2 separate regions of the Zea mays genome follow, and region 2 is linked to region 1. The links are chromatin contacts, called in public Hi-C maps. All regions are on one chromosome and are shown on one strand. The core of a region is the stretch at or near the end of the contact, and the rest is flanking DNA. Distances in the headings are between cores, read along the strand shown. Region 1 holds the start of LOC100381400 (beta-12-N-acetylglucosaminyltransferase II). Region 2 holds the start of LOC103654171 (60S ribosomal protein L39-like).

Region 1 (6,668 bases), core at 1,415-3,914:
CCGCTCCACTGACCGACCTGACAGGAAAACAGCGCCGCCTGCCCCACTCCGACTGCTGTGCCACTCGACAGAGTGAGGCTGACAGCAGCTAAGTCCATCCTCGGGTGCCATGGGAAGCTCTGCCTCTCCCGACCCAGGGCTTGGGCTCAGCCTCGACCCCGGAAGACGGACTCCGCCTCGCCCGACCCTAGGGCTCGGACTCAGCCTCGACCCCGTAAGACGGACTCCGCCTCGCCCGACCCCAGGGCTCGGACTCAGCCTCGGCCTCGGAAGACGAACTCCGCCTCGCCCGACCCTAGGGCTCGGATTCAGCCTCGGAAGACGGACTCCGCCTCGCCCGACCCCAGGGCTCGGACTCAGCCTCGGCCTCGGAAGACGGTCTCCGCCTCGCCCGACCCCAGGGCTCGGACTCAGCCTCGACATCGGAAGACAAACTCCGCCTCGCCCGACCTCATGCTCAGACCCGCCACGTCACAGGGAAGGCCATCATTACCCTACCCCTAGCTAGCTCAGGCTACGGGGAACAAGACCGGTGTCCCATCTGGCTCGCCCCGGTAAACAAGTAATGATGGCGCCCCGCGTGCGCCATGACGACGGTGGCTCTCAGCCCCTTACGGAAGCAAAGAGACGTCAGCAAGGATCCGACAGCCCCGACAGCTGTACTTCCACAAGGCTCAAGCACTCCTCCGACGGCCACGACATCACATGAACAGGGCGCCAAAACCTCTCCAGCTGCCACGACGACATGTACTTAGGGCTCTAGCTCCTCTCTGCTAGACACGTTAGCACACTGCTACACCCCCCATTGTACACCTTGGCCCTCTCCTTACGCCTATAAAAGGAAGGTCCAAGGCTCTCGTACGAGAAGGTTGGCCGCGCGGGAGAACGGGTTGGCGGACGGTCTCTCTCTCACTCTCCCTCGCGGACGATTGTAACCCCCCTACTGCAAGCGCACCCGATCTGGGCGCAGGGCAACACGAAGGCCGCGAGTTTCCCCTTTGCCTGTTTCTTCCCCCCTTCGTGCTCCGTCTCGCGTCGACCCATCTGGGCTGGGACACGCGGCGACAATTTACTCGTCGGTCCAGGGACCCCCCGGGGTCGAAACGCCGACAATTATAGAGGTGGTGTCCCGCCTTTAGGATAACCATCTTAGGTACATCAAATAATCATCCCCTCGGTTCCAAGGTTTTCCTTTCAAGATCCATTCGAAATAGTGTTATTTGTCTTACATCTTATTTACTTTCTCGCTCCCCCAAGGTCTCGACCCTCCGTGGGCAAAACCTAGGAATCATCCTAAACGAACTCACTACGAGGGTGACCTAGTGATCGTTAGTATTTGGTCCATAAAGGTGCCAATAGTATCAAATTAATGATGTTTTAGGATAGATTTTTATAGATATATTACAGGTGATGGGTGTGATAGTTCCCAAGACAAATAAACGTTAACATAATGGGTATTCGAAAAGAGTTCCGTAAAGTTTGTATAGATAAAACATTGTCACCATTACTAGTACAAAAGTCGATGCAGTAATCTTGATAATTGTGTTATAAAACTCTTCATAAAGATGATATGAGAGCATCTCCAATGACACTACCTACTAGACCCTTATCCTCACTTTAAGCAAGGAAGGCCAATAATCTAGCTCCCACGCCCATTTATCGACCTCTTATTTTCACTTTCCCCACACTTTTAGTGTCGCCTCCCCAACTGTGCCACCAAAATCCTAAATCACGCATCTTCATCCCTCGATCGATTTCAAGTAGCACCCACATTCTTTACCATCTCATCGATTTCAAGTAGCACCCACATTCTTTACAATCCCAGCCGCCACCGTCACATTTGCCCTCGAACACGAGGTACCCCGTACCCTACATCTCTCATCGACCTAGGTCGGAGCTTATCGTGACCTCCATTGAAATCCCTTCACAATGGCTCCCCTCTCTAGCACGAGGCTCTTCCCTCAACGTGTGCTCGTGACGTGATCAAGTTCGTCGATATCGACCAATTAGGAAAGATGATGACACTATATTTTTTTTTGAGATGTCCACATTAATAGAAAAAAGTTGTATTAAAAATAGATGGGTACTGAAAGAGACAAGTATAAGGTTTTGATCAAGATGCTCTAGTTTTGATAAAGAGAAAAGATAATGAGTTGAGATGACCGAGACTCTTAGAGGTGCCTCGTTAATTACAATGATCCCTACTACTACAACGAATCCATGTCTTCGCTTGAAATCGTCGGTTATTTTCGGATAAAATTTTGAAGTTTAGAACATCAGTTATCAGTGATAATGGAAGGGAGAGGATAGTTCCAACTCTTATCCAAAAAGAAGTTCAAAATCTGAGTTGCGGTGATCTGCTCATACAGAAAAGTCGTTAAAACGGAAAACATGGAAACTCGTTAAAGCGGAACAGTAAACAGAGTACCACTGCAAAAAAAAAAAAGCAGGGCAGTAGGCAACAGTCGCGGCGGCTGGCTGCACCTGCACGCCAAGAAAAATCTGCTGCTTTGGTTTCCCCAGCTCGGCAGCTCCGTCTGGTCGTGAATTCCTGACGCGGACGCGGTCTCCTCGCGGGACGAGCCTACCCTCCCTCCAGCACCAGCAGCCAACAAACTCCTCCGCCGGCGGCGCGAGATCCGGCTACCACCCACCGCGGCCGCAGGTCAGGGGCTTCTATCGTTCTTTGCCATGCCTTCCCCCTCCTCCTACCACCCCCACCACCGCGCCCGCCTCCGCTCGCGCGCTGCGCCGCTCCTCATCGTCGTCGTCCTCGCCGTCGTCGCCGTCACCGAGCTCCTCCGCAGCCGCACGGGCCTCCCCGCGCCCGCGCGCCGGGCCGGCTCTGCCACCGCCACCGCCTCCCCCTCCTCCCTTGCCAGCACCAACCAAAGCGTGGCGCAACGCAAGATCCTGCTCGACCCGGCCTTCACGCCGCGGCTGCCGCGGCAGAGCCAGCTGTCGCTCTCCCTCTCCGCGCGCAACGCGTTGCCGCCCCGCAACAGGGACCGCTTCCCGACCCTCCCCGTGGGCCACCTCAAGGTCGTGCTCTACGTGCACAACCGGCCCCGCTACCTCCGCCTCGTCGTCGATAGCCTCTCCCGCGTCGAGGGCATCGGCGAGGCGCTGCTCATCGTCAGCCACGACGGCTACTTCCCGGAGATGGACAGGATCGTGCAGGGCATCGGCTTCTGCCAGGTGAAGCAGGTCTTCGCGCCCTACTCGCCGCACCTCTTCCCTGACGCCTTCCCCGGCGCCAGCCCCGGGGACTGCCAGAGCAAGGACAGGGCCAAGGAGAAGGGGTGCCAGGGCGACCCGGACCAGTACGGCAACCACCGAGCTCCCAGAATCGTGTCCCTCAAGCACCACTGGTGGTGGATGATGAACACCGTGTGGGATGGGATGGAGGAGACCAGGGACTTCGATGGACACATCCTCTTCATCGAGGAGGACCACTACATCTTCCCCAATGCGTACCGGAATGCTCAGCTGCTTGTGGATTTGAAGCCGAAGAAGTGCCCCCAGTGCTACGCTATCAATTTGGCCCCGTCCGATGTCAAGTCGAGAGGCGAAGGTTGGGAGAGCTTGGTTGCCGAGAAGATGGGTAACATTGGCTATGCCTTCAATAGAACAGTGTGGAGGAAGATCCATGCCAAGGCTAAGCAGTTTTGCGCGTTTGACGAGTACAATTGGGATATAACCATGTGGGCGACGGTGTACCCGTCGTTCGGAGCTCCTGTTTACAGTCTCAGGGGATCTAGGAGAAGCGCTGCGCATTTCGGCAAATGCGGTCTGCACCAAGGCCAGGGTTCGAGCAATGTCTGCGTGGATAATGGTTCAGGAGCTGTGGAATTGGAGGATGCCGATAAGGTCCCTAATATCAAAGCTGATTGGCCAGTCCGCGTCATTCAGAGGCAGGAGGGGTATCAAGCTGGTTTCAAAGGATGGGGTGGTTGGGGTGACCGGCGTGATCGTGAGCTATGTTTGAGTTTTGCATACATGTACCATGTTAAAGATCCATCGTCATCGTAACTAGGCACACGGTTTTTTGGCATAAGTAGAGCCGCTGTTGTAATATTGTTTGGCATGTGCCCTTTGATCCATACACGGTTTGTGCTATAAATAGCTACTGTAGTTGCCCATCGTCAAAGTTTTTCTAGAGTGGTTAGTGTTTTTGGTTGATAGACATTGGTGCTAGATTTGGGATCAGCCTTCCTAAACAGTACCATTTACTTCAGCTCAATGATATGAATAATGTTTGTTTGCAGGACATATGGCTAAGAATCTGCCACATTATGTTTGCTTGAGGTATTAATTTATCCAGGTGTTTAATGCTGGAGTACAGTTAGAAGATCCCTAATCAATTTCTTCTCATTTCAGTCGTGTAAGTCACTCTGTAAGTTTTGCTACCATTTTCTGAACTCCATTGTTCTCCATATGATTTTATTTGGTCACATGCTCCTTCATGTGATATTTTGCTTCTTGCAAGTTCTTGTGATCTTGTGTTCTGGCTCCTTGATTTCATACATGAACCTTTGTACCCTTGTCCTTGATACCTGAGCATTTTCAGGTAGCAAGTGTTGGGCGAAGTACAAAGATGATTATTGGCCAACAAAAACATGGAGCTTCCGTGTGTTGCAGTTTGCTACACTTGCCTAACAGTATTTATTAACTGTAGTTAGCATATATGTTTATACTCACCTGTTGCTGCCAAGAATAATACTAAAGTTTTCTAATAAGTTTCAGTGATAGAATCCATGAAGCACATTGTCTGAATTTATAGGGCTTGGTGCCACAATGAAACTGTGATAAACCAGCTTTCTTCTTTTTCTGAATGAGTTAGTTTGCGCAGAATTAATTGGTCAGGCCGCCGACATGGTGTTCTGATAGGATACGTACATGTTTTCATGAACAAAACTATCAGAAAGGCTTTGAAATAAGATGGGTTTCGCTTAGCTTGGGCTGGCGCTTTTGTTGGAGTAGCCCTGAGTTTGAGCAGCCTGCTCATCTCCTCGAAATGACAAGGATTACAAAATGGTTGAGTGCTCCTGCAGAAACAGACAGACATGTACGCTGACGAGTGGGGTCCGGCACCCACTACACCACGCGACACACCAAGATATCTGGAACACTCAACCTTATATTATTATCTTGCTCTCAGGCTCAGGGCAGCTGATGCGTTACCATCCCATGCACTTTTTTCTGTGGAAGCCCACCTCTCAAGCGATGACCCGAAAAGACCCATGTCCCATCTCATGCACTTTTTTCTACGATGATTTTGTCAGTTATGATTACTTGTGCTTTCTTAACGTGCACCCTACCGATAAAGAACATGCTCTCGACTGCTGTTAAGAGTGACTTAAAGACACATTCAAGGATCTCGGCACATGAAACCTTCGGGATCTATAGCGGAACAACCACTCTAGGCCTTTTATTCCTATTTCATGTGGATTAGATGAGATTGAAAAAAATATGGAAGGTTTTGGCTTATTTAGGATTTAAATAAATAAACTCAATTTCACCCAAACTATATGGATTAAGAGCAAAATGAACAAGCTCTTATCTAGCGCCCCATGGCCAGGAGACCTCCCTTGGCCCTGGCCAGAGAGAGGCTCGACTTTGGATCGTTTATACGAGGTATCCTCTAAGCTAAGTTGTCAAGATCACATCCTTGCGCAAACATAAGCTTCTGGCTGCTCATGTCTTGGGGCACCTGTTAGACTAAACTATCAGTCCCCTTGCGCGACCCCACAGAGTGCCTAGACCGACACTAGTCTGTCAATCGCGGAGCTTGCGTCCGAGAGGCAAAAAATGTCTAGGGCTCTTTGAATCGTGAGCCTTACATAGCCCCATGGCTCTCTCATGAGTGGCCCGACTCGGACACCACATGTATCATATACTAGATTGATTGCACGTGGTGTTGGGTTATTGAGATAAGGCTCTCGTCTTGCACATTTATTGTGTGAGATAACGTAAGAGTCAAAAAACATCATTGTTATTGTGCATCATGCCATAGGTGTGCCTGTAAACACTGTGAAATATGTGCACCTCTAATTGCTATGAATTATGCCATACTTGACGGTGTAAAGAACCATAACCGCGACGGTGGCGTGCAACATTGGCCACAACAGCACGCCAAAATCATACTCTGTGTACGTTACAACAAAAATGACAACAAAGAAGTAGTCATGTATCTTCATGTAGGGCCCATGTCCATATATTGGTGTAACTTTCTTCTTTCTCGTACTATAAAAGGAGGTGTATAGTAACATATAAATGGCTTTTCCCTCTCTATACTATGAGGCTCCTACTGCTTCTCTTGTCAACCCCAAGGCTAGAGGCCGATGTGGCTCTTCATCGATACACTGCAATCGACAACTAGCATTGTTCTTGTTGTTGAGCTTAGACGTCATCTGAGTATGTAAGCTCCATCTTTACTTGCACCTAATCATCCATCACATAGAGGATACATGCTATTGTGCTCAAGTGGCCCGGTCCTCTCTACATCACACATGTGCATACATTCATATCAATGCCATGATCTGCGTCCTCCTCTCTCCCTATCTCTGGTAGTATATTTGGTATCATGATGTGAGAGCACCTAGAGGGGGTGAATAAGTGATCCTGTAAAATTCAACAACTAATAGCCACAAATCTTGGTTATACAA
Region 2 (6,668 bases), core at 2,703-5,202, 180 kb before region 1:
GTTTTCAAGATAGTTTTGCACATCATTGCCTAGCAGTTGTTGCTAAGTACTAGCACGTACTAGTAGTTTGCAGGAGCCGGATTTGCGATGTTTTTTTGCGCGGCCGGCCAAACGCAGTCATTAGCCCTCGCCCGCGATCCGCATTTCGTGGGATCGTATTTTGACACAGGGTGACACGCAATGATTGGGACAAGATCGTCTTAGGATGCCATGAGCTCGTTCAACTCGACAGCAACCCCGTACTGTACGTGGCCAGCACTTGGATTTATATTTTCAGGAGAGAAAAAATGATATGCCAGTCAAACCCTCCCTGCCGTATATTGTTGCTTTTGTTTTCTTCCGCGGTGGTGCTTTTTTCCCGCTGTATTCCATTCCAGAGGCGACTTAACGAGCGAGCTGAAGAAGCTCATCCCAGCTGATCGGCGCACCCAACCAATGCAAGAGAAACTGCTACCGTCCATCCGGTAAATAATTTGCCGGCTTTAGCATATATTAGGTTGCAAACGAGGTGACTAATAAATTAGCTAATTGTTAACAAGAGAGTTAGCAAATCATTTGTCCATCAGTTAATTGACCTTGCTAGTATGTGCTAATAGAGTCTTTGCTATTGTTAACATGTACAGGCAAACAATCAGCCATGAAGATCACAGGGGGGCCCTATATCTAGATCCTGGTGCAATTAATTCGCGATGAAACCTGCATGCATATGCCTTGCGGCTTGCCTTGCCTTATCCAGCGCCGACGGCTAGCTTGCTGACGAGATGAGATGAGATGAAATTAAAGTGCAAAGCAAGCATGGCAGGTGGCAGCTAGGCGCCATGGATCATGGCAGACAGCACGTAGAACGCCCATGTGGCCGTGATCGGGTGATCGATCGCGACCTGTTATCTCATGTGTAGTGTATCTGGGCACTGGCCGGGCAGCATGCATGATGCATGCAGCTTAATTAGAACGCGCGCGAACGAGATGTCAATCATGGGGATCACTCCTGCGAAATGCTCAGCGGACGACGAAGCCGCTAGCGCTGCTGCCACGTACGCATGTGTGGCATGCATGTCGGTACGTATTCGCCGAATCCCGGTCGGTTCATCAACGGAGGAGCTCCATCCCGCCTGGTGGTGGTGGTGGTCGTCGTCGGCATCGTCCAGCGGCTCTGTGGTGTCCGAACGGCTGGACTTCCGGCGGCGACGACGACCGGCGAGAGCGCGCGCGCGGGACAGCGTCCGGAACCCCCATGTGGCGGCCACGGGATAATAAGCTGCATGTCCGTGACGGCGACGTTCGTGTGTAGGATGCCGACCATGTCCCGTAGGATCCTGGCACCCTGCATCATCAGGTGCAGCTTTCTCTGTGCCTGCCTGATGCATGCATCTAGCTCATCCGGCCGGGGGTCTTCAGTCTCCAGTCTCCACGACGCGGTTTGCTTGCTCTCTTTGGGGGCTGGATTGGGTCGGAGAGAGAGAGATGTCTGGGGCTGTGCTTGAGAGGGACGTTTCTGTTTCCTTCTTGTTGTTTAGTGTCGAGCCGTGCGTGACCGGCTTTGGTTGTTGCGTAGCCGTATGCTGGCGAGACAGAGAGATCTGGACTTGGACGGCCCCGGGAATTGCGGCTACGACTTGGAGCCTTTGTAGCACGGAGGATCTATGCCATGACGGTTGTTATTTAACTGCCAAATTGGCAGAAAGGGCTGGCGCCAACAAACCGATCGATGGGAATGGAATCGTGCACCAAAAGTTAATTAAAATCCTGATCTTAGCTTGACGACCCAATGGTAGGATGCCTGGTGAGTGGTGAATATCTGTCTCCTACTACCACAGCTACGTAGTACTCTCACAGTTCTAAGCTATTTTGTCCATATGTACCTTTTGTGAAGTGCATTGCAAACGAAATCCAGTACATATAGGAATCAGATTTTATATCGTTGCATCTCTTGAAAGCTCTACAGACTTTTATTTATATCGGATTGCACCTGTCGACAGAAATCACTGTAATAGTTAGTGGCACAAGAAAAAGAATTTCTGCCACTTACAATAAGCATCTCTCTCTTTAATTTATCTAGAGATTAAATGGTACGAGTTATTTTAACATTGTCAATCTTTAATGGTTCACCGATTGTTTTATCGCACTTGACAAAACTAAAAGTAAATCTAACTTATTCTTGCTAATTCTTTTGAATCGATAATCATGTTGGAGGTTTTGACCTTAGCTGGCTGAACAAGTTCAGTGGCATATGTATCATTAGACTCATCATCTGAGGTACTTTAATCGCATCCTACCATGTGCTTGTTATGAAGAGATGTTTTAGATGGTTCTTTACTACGAAATTCACAAGTCTTTTTTTTCTCGAACGCACAGGAGAACTGCGCTCCATTATATATTAAGCATAGAAATAGAAAAACAAAACAAAACAAAAGGTTTACAGTCCTCCTTACGGAGGCCAGAAACAGGCATACAAATATAGATCCATAAGGGGATCAAAAAATCAAACTACTCAAATCTTCCTAAGGCTCTACCAAGGGTTCAGCCAGATGTGTGAGGCCTTTTGCACTGGCCACTTCACATCTTCTTCTTTCCTCATGTAAGATCATGTAAGATGCACTTGAATTAGCGAGAAGAACTAGTCGTCGTCTAATTTTCCTTTTAAGTACGAGCACAATCCATTAAAAGCCTGCCCTATTGTTTATCTGTAACATGGATCTGAAAATATCGGTTTCTAATATCTCGAAATCTCTAAACATAATCACTAACTGGTTCATCTCTTTCATGCCAAAGTGATGCTAAGTCAACTAATTCTAACTCATATTCCTAGAGAGAGAAAATGCTCATATATATTATGTTCTAAATCACCCCAAGAGCTAATATAGTTGGGAGGCAAGACAATATGCCATGCAAAAGCGTTACTACTAAGGGGCAAAGAAAATATGCGAAAACAGAAAGCTTCTCTATGGTCCAATTCTTCTAGTTATGCTAGAAATTGGCATGTGCGATTGTGTGTGATTTTACCCACACTCACTAGAAAACTTTTGGAAATCCAATATTCTAGTCTCTTACGGGTATGGGATGGTGTCAAATCGGTGGTCATATGGCTTCCGATATGACTTTCATATTCCGGTCACAACAGACATTCCAGCATGAGGTGTGGGACGGTGAAGATTAAAAATGACATAGAGCCGAAGCAAGATAAAGATTAAGATTAGAAACTACAACTATAGTTAAACTATGGCTACAACAACTTCTAGATCTAATGCATAAGAAAAAAAAAGTAAAAAACTACTTTATAGATCGATTGTTGGTTGATTTAATCGATCGTACCCCTTTGTATATGTAGGGAGTCTGGACCCGTTCCTAAAAAAAACCCAACAGTTCCTCGTGAGTTATTAGAATAATCCCGTGAAGAATAAGGACTTCAGCCCGACCTAATCTAATCCTATACTATCCAGGTTGACACACGGACTGAGGAGCGAATTGTTTGAGCCATAAGGCCAGATCGTCGTACTTGTTGGCTGGTAGATTCGGTGCTCAATAGAAAATCACCATATACGCGCCGAGGGACGGAGCCAGAAAAAACTTTAGGAGGGACTGGACTAAATTGCTGTAGTATAAAAACTTATTTTACACTATATTGTATATATTTTAGATTATAGGAGGCTATAGTGAGGCTCCATGGGATCCGAAGCGGTAGGGGGGGCTCGAGCCCCGCCCGCCCCACCGCTGGATCCGTCCCTGTCGCGCCTGTTATCATAAGAATATCTTCTACTATCCAAAGCACAAGATATGTTTGCCCTTACATCAAACTAATGGGCTCTATGCAATACAAGGCCTATTACGTTGCCCAGGAACAGGCCAGCTTCGGCCCACGGGGGTCCAGCCCATGAGGCAAGCATGCCCAACCCAAACACCGCGCCTCTCGCTTCCACTATATAATCCTCACTATCCGCCATTTCATGCCTTCAGGCTTCTAGGGTTTTCGCGCCGCCGCCGCCGCCGCTTCGTCGTCTCCGCCGCAGCGATGGTAACTGCCGCCTTTTCCATGGTGTTGCACTGTGCCGCCTTGGTCCCATTGTTTCTCTGACATGGTTGCCGGTCTGCTCCTCTGTTCGCGCAGCCGTCGCACAAGACCTTCCGGATCAAGAAGAAGCTGGCGAAGAAGATGCGCCAGAACCGCCCCATCCCCTACTGGATCCGCATGCGCACGGACAACACCATCAGGTGACGGCCTCGACCTCACTAAACTCCCGCTCGTGTGATCTGGATCCGGCTGTTGCTGACCCAGCGGCTGCGTACTGTGCTGTTTCAGGTACAACGCCAAGCGCAGGCACTGGCGCCGCACCAAGCTCGGCTTCTGAGCGCGCGGATCGGCCGGCTCCTGCGTCGGAATTCTAGGGTCTCTACCTTTCCTTTGGTTTTATCGATGTCTCTTGTGTTTCTGTAAGCTAGCAAACAGTTCCAGAAAGCTTTTGTTAAGATTTTGATGACGCTAAGAGGATTGATGCTACTATGCTGTACTCAGGATTCCATGCTGCATTGCGATGCTAAATTAAAGAACCTCTGTTACCTTACTTTATGTGTAGTGTTGCAGTGATTGAGTCCTAGATTTGATCACTGGGTCAGTTCCGATGCATGGATTGTGGTGTCTCTCTTTGACTACGCTGGAATGAAATGAATACATAAGCCATTCATATACCTTCATAGAATAAATTGTCAGCGCAGGTGCCCCATGTAAGTTTTTGTCTGCAGTGGTGCATGCATTGTTGGTTTTAACATTGTTTGACTTGTAGATGGTTAACGAGCTCTGTGTATATGAATAGTGAATGCCTGTGTTTGGTAATGAGCTCATTGCTTGACTCAGTCATATGTTGTAGTAGATCTGTGTGGTTCTTGGAAGGATAAACCTAGTGGTTATGTACATGATGGTAAGTTGGTAACCTATTGGTATTTAGATGATCCTCTTCTATGGTTGAGAGGACGTTGAAATCTTCCAACATCTGGCATCAGTGCCCGGAAACAGGGAAGAGAAGAATTTCAGGTTCAGGGGCATCGTGGCTGACGGACGCAAAAAATGGGGCAGGCAATGAACTGTTGTCTCATTAGTCTGTGCCGTTGCGTGTGTTGCTCAGGGGTCAGGGCCACTACATCTCAGGATGTAGGATAGGATTACCTGTTATTTCTATTATCAATGATCGATCACTATATTGTTTTAGAAACCTTTTCCGCGTTGCCAGTTGCGATGATGAGATGATCATTTTTACTAATCTGTATGGTCGGTGTATGATGTCAGGCTTCTTGGTTGCACTCGCTTTTACTCTGTATATGTCATCTGTGGGGGCTGTTAACTTCTCATTAAGCATGCAATCTATAGAGACAAACACAAAAGAAATAGAACAGTAGATACGGATTAAAGCCAAGCTAACATGCCCGTCTTTTTTATTAGCTTAGCTACATGATTTTGTCGAAACCTTGTGTTATACTGTCAGGTTTTGAATTGCGTTTTACAGAGTAATTGTCGTGCGCTGTTCTCGTGGTGTTGATCTGGTGCTGGCGCTATTTTGTTCATTCTTGTCTTTTTTTTCTTTGCTTGTGAAATTCAAGGATGTTAAACGTTGCAACTAACTTATTGTTTTTGCTTTTTTTTGGTTTGTATAGTTTCGGACGTGTTTACTGGCATTTCCAGTGAACGCTGAGGATGCCCCAACGCCTCTATTTACAAATTTAATTGCGATTCGTCGGGCTGGTCGCCTGTAAGTGTCCGACCAGGGGGACGACGTCATTTATTTTTCTGGTCGTCCTAATCATTGATTAGGCGTCCAAATTGTCTGATTAGTCGTTCGATTAGCCATCTCTGGTCGACCAGTGTGCAGCGGGCTAGATGTGCTATTGGGCTTCACCGTTTTTTGGTCAAGTAGCTGCATAAATCTGTATAAATCTGTTTGCGCCCCTAAACTCTAAAGCCTCCCCTGTGCCTGCGCCCCTCTCGTCTCTCCTAAACTTTCTGTCCTCTGTGGCTCTGTCGGCGTCGGCTGCTCCAGCCTCCAGGGCTCTCCATCGTCCACCAGCGTCGGCATGCAGCTCATGCTTGAAGGTCATCCCTGCCCCCTGCTCATCTACAAGGCACAAGATGAGATGACACACAAGATGAGCTCGTCATCCGAAGGTCATCCCTGCTCCCCTCCTTCCCCCTTGTTTGCAGTTTTGCATTCTGTGCAACAATACCCATTTGTTTGCAGTCTGCCCTGGCCCTGCTCATCTAGTGTTCTATACTTTTATATTCTATTGCCTTCAATAGTTCTTAGCTTCATAGCAGCGACCAGTTTATCACAGCAGTCCAGCAGCACCAATGATCTTATTCTTACCAGTTTCCATCAGTCCAGCAATGGCACATATCTAGTGCCTAGTAGTGACTTGACCTCTATTTGTTGACATGTTCAGAGTTTCATGCTGCTGGTGGACGAAGAGGTGCTGATGTTGAGGTCTTATTCCCCGGGTCCAATGTGGTTGGCAATGGCAATGCAACTGCAAGTGATTCTGTTCCTCCGGTGACCTCAAATGTTGATAGCACAGACCCTGCTTCGGCATTATCAGCTGCCGCAGACTCAAAAAGTTTTGCTGAAAAGGCTATTGCAGCACTCCCTCCTGAGCTTAGTGCACAAGCAACTGACCCAAAAAGAAAG

The links. A called contact is a pair of places that touch in the nucleus more often than the background predicts.
Region 2: a Hi-C map of bundle sheath shows a contact between it and region 1, with 4 times the contacts expected there. The contact joins the promoter of LOC103654171 here to the promoter of LOC100381400 in region 1. A contact is called at or near these places in 5 of 25 Hi-C or Micro-C datasets (bundle sheath, ear and leaf).

The regions. Positions count from the first base shown.
Region 1 is chr4:178,691,384-178,698,051 of Zm-B73-REFERENCE-NAM-5.0, reverse strand. LOC100381400 (beta-12-N-acetylglucosaminyltransferase II) reads left to right here and starts at 2,664. Exons shown (of 1, transcript NM_001174241.2): 1 at 2,664-4,147. The coding sequence starts at 2,692. The coding sequence ends at 4,032.
Region 2 is chr4:178,870,113-178,876,780 of Zm-B73-REFERENCE-NAM-5.0, reverse strand. LOC103654171 (60S ribosomal protein L39-like) reads left to right here and starts at 3,952. Exons shown (of 3, transcript NM_001377485.1): 1 at 3,952-4,012; 2 at 4,106-4,209; 3 at 4,298-4,564. The coding sequence starts at 4,010. The coding sequence ends at 4,346.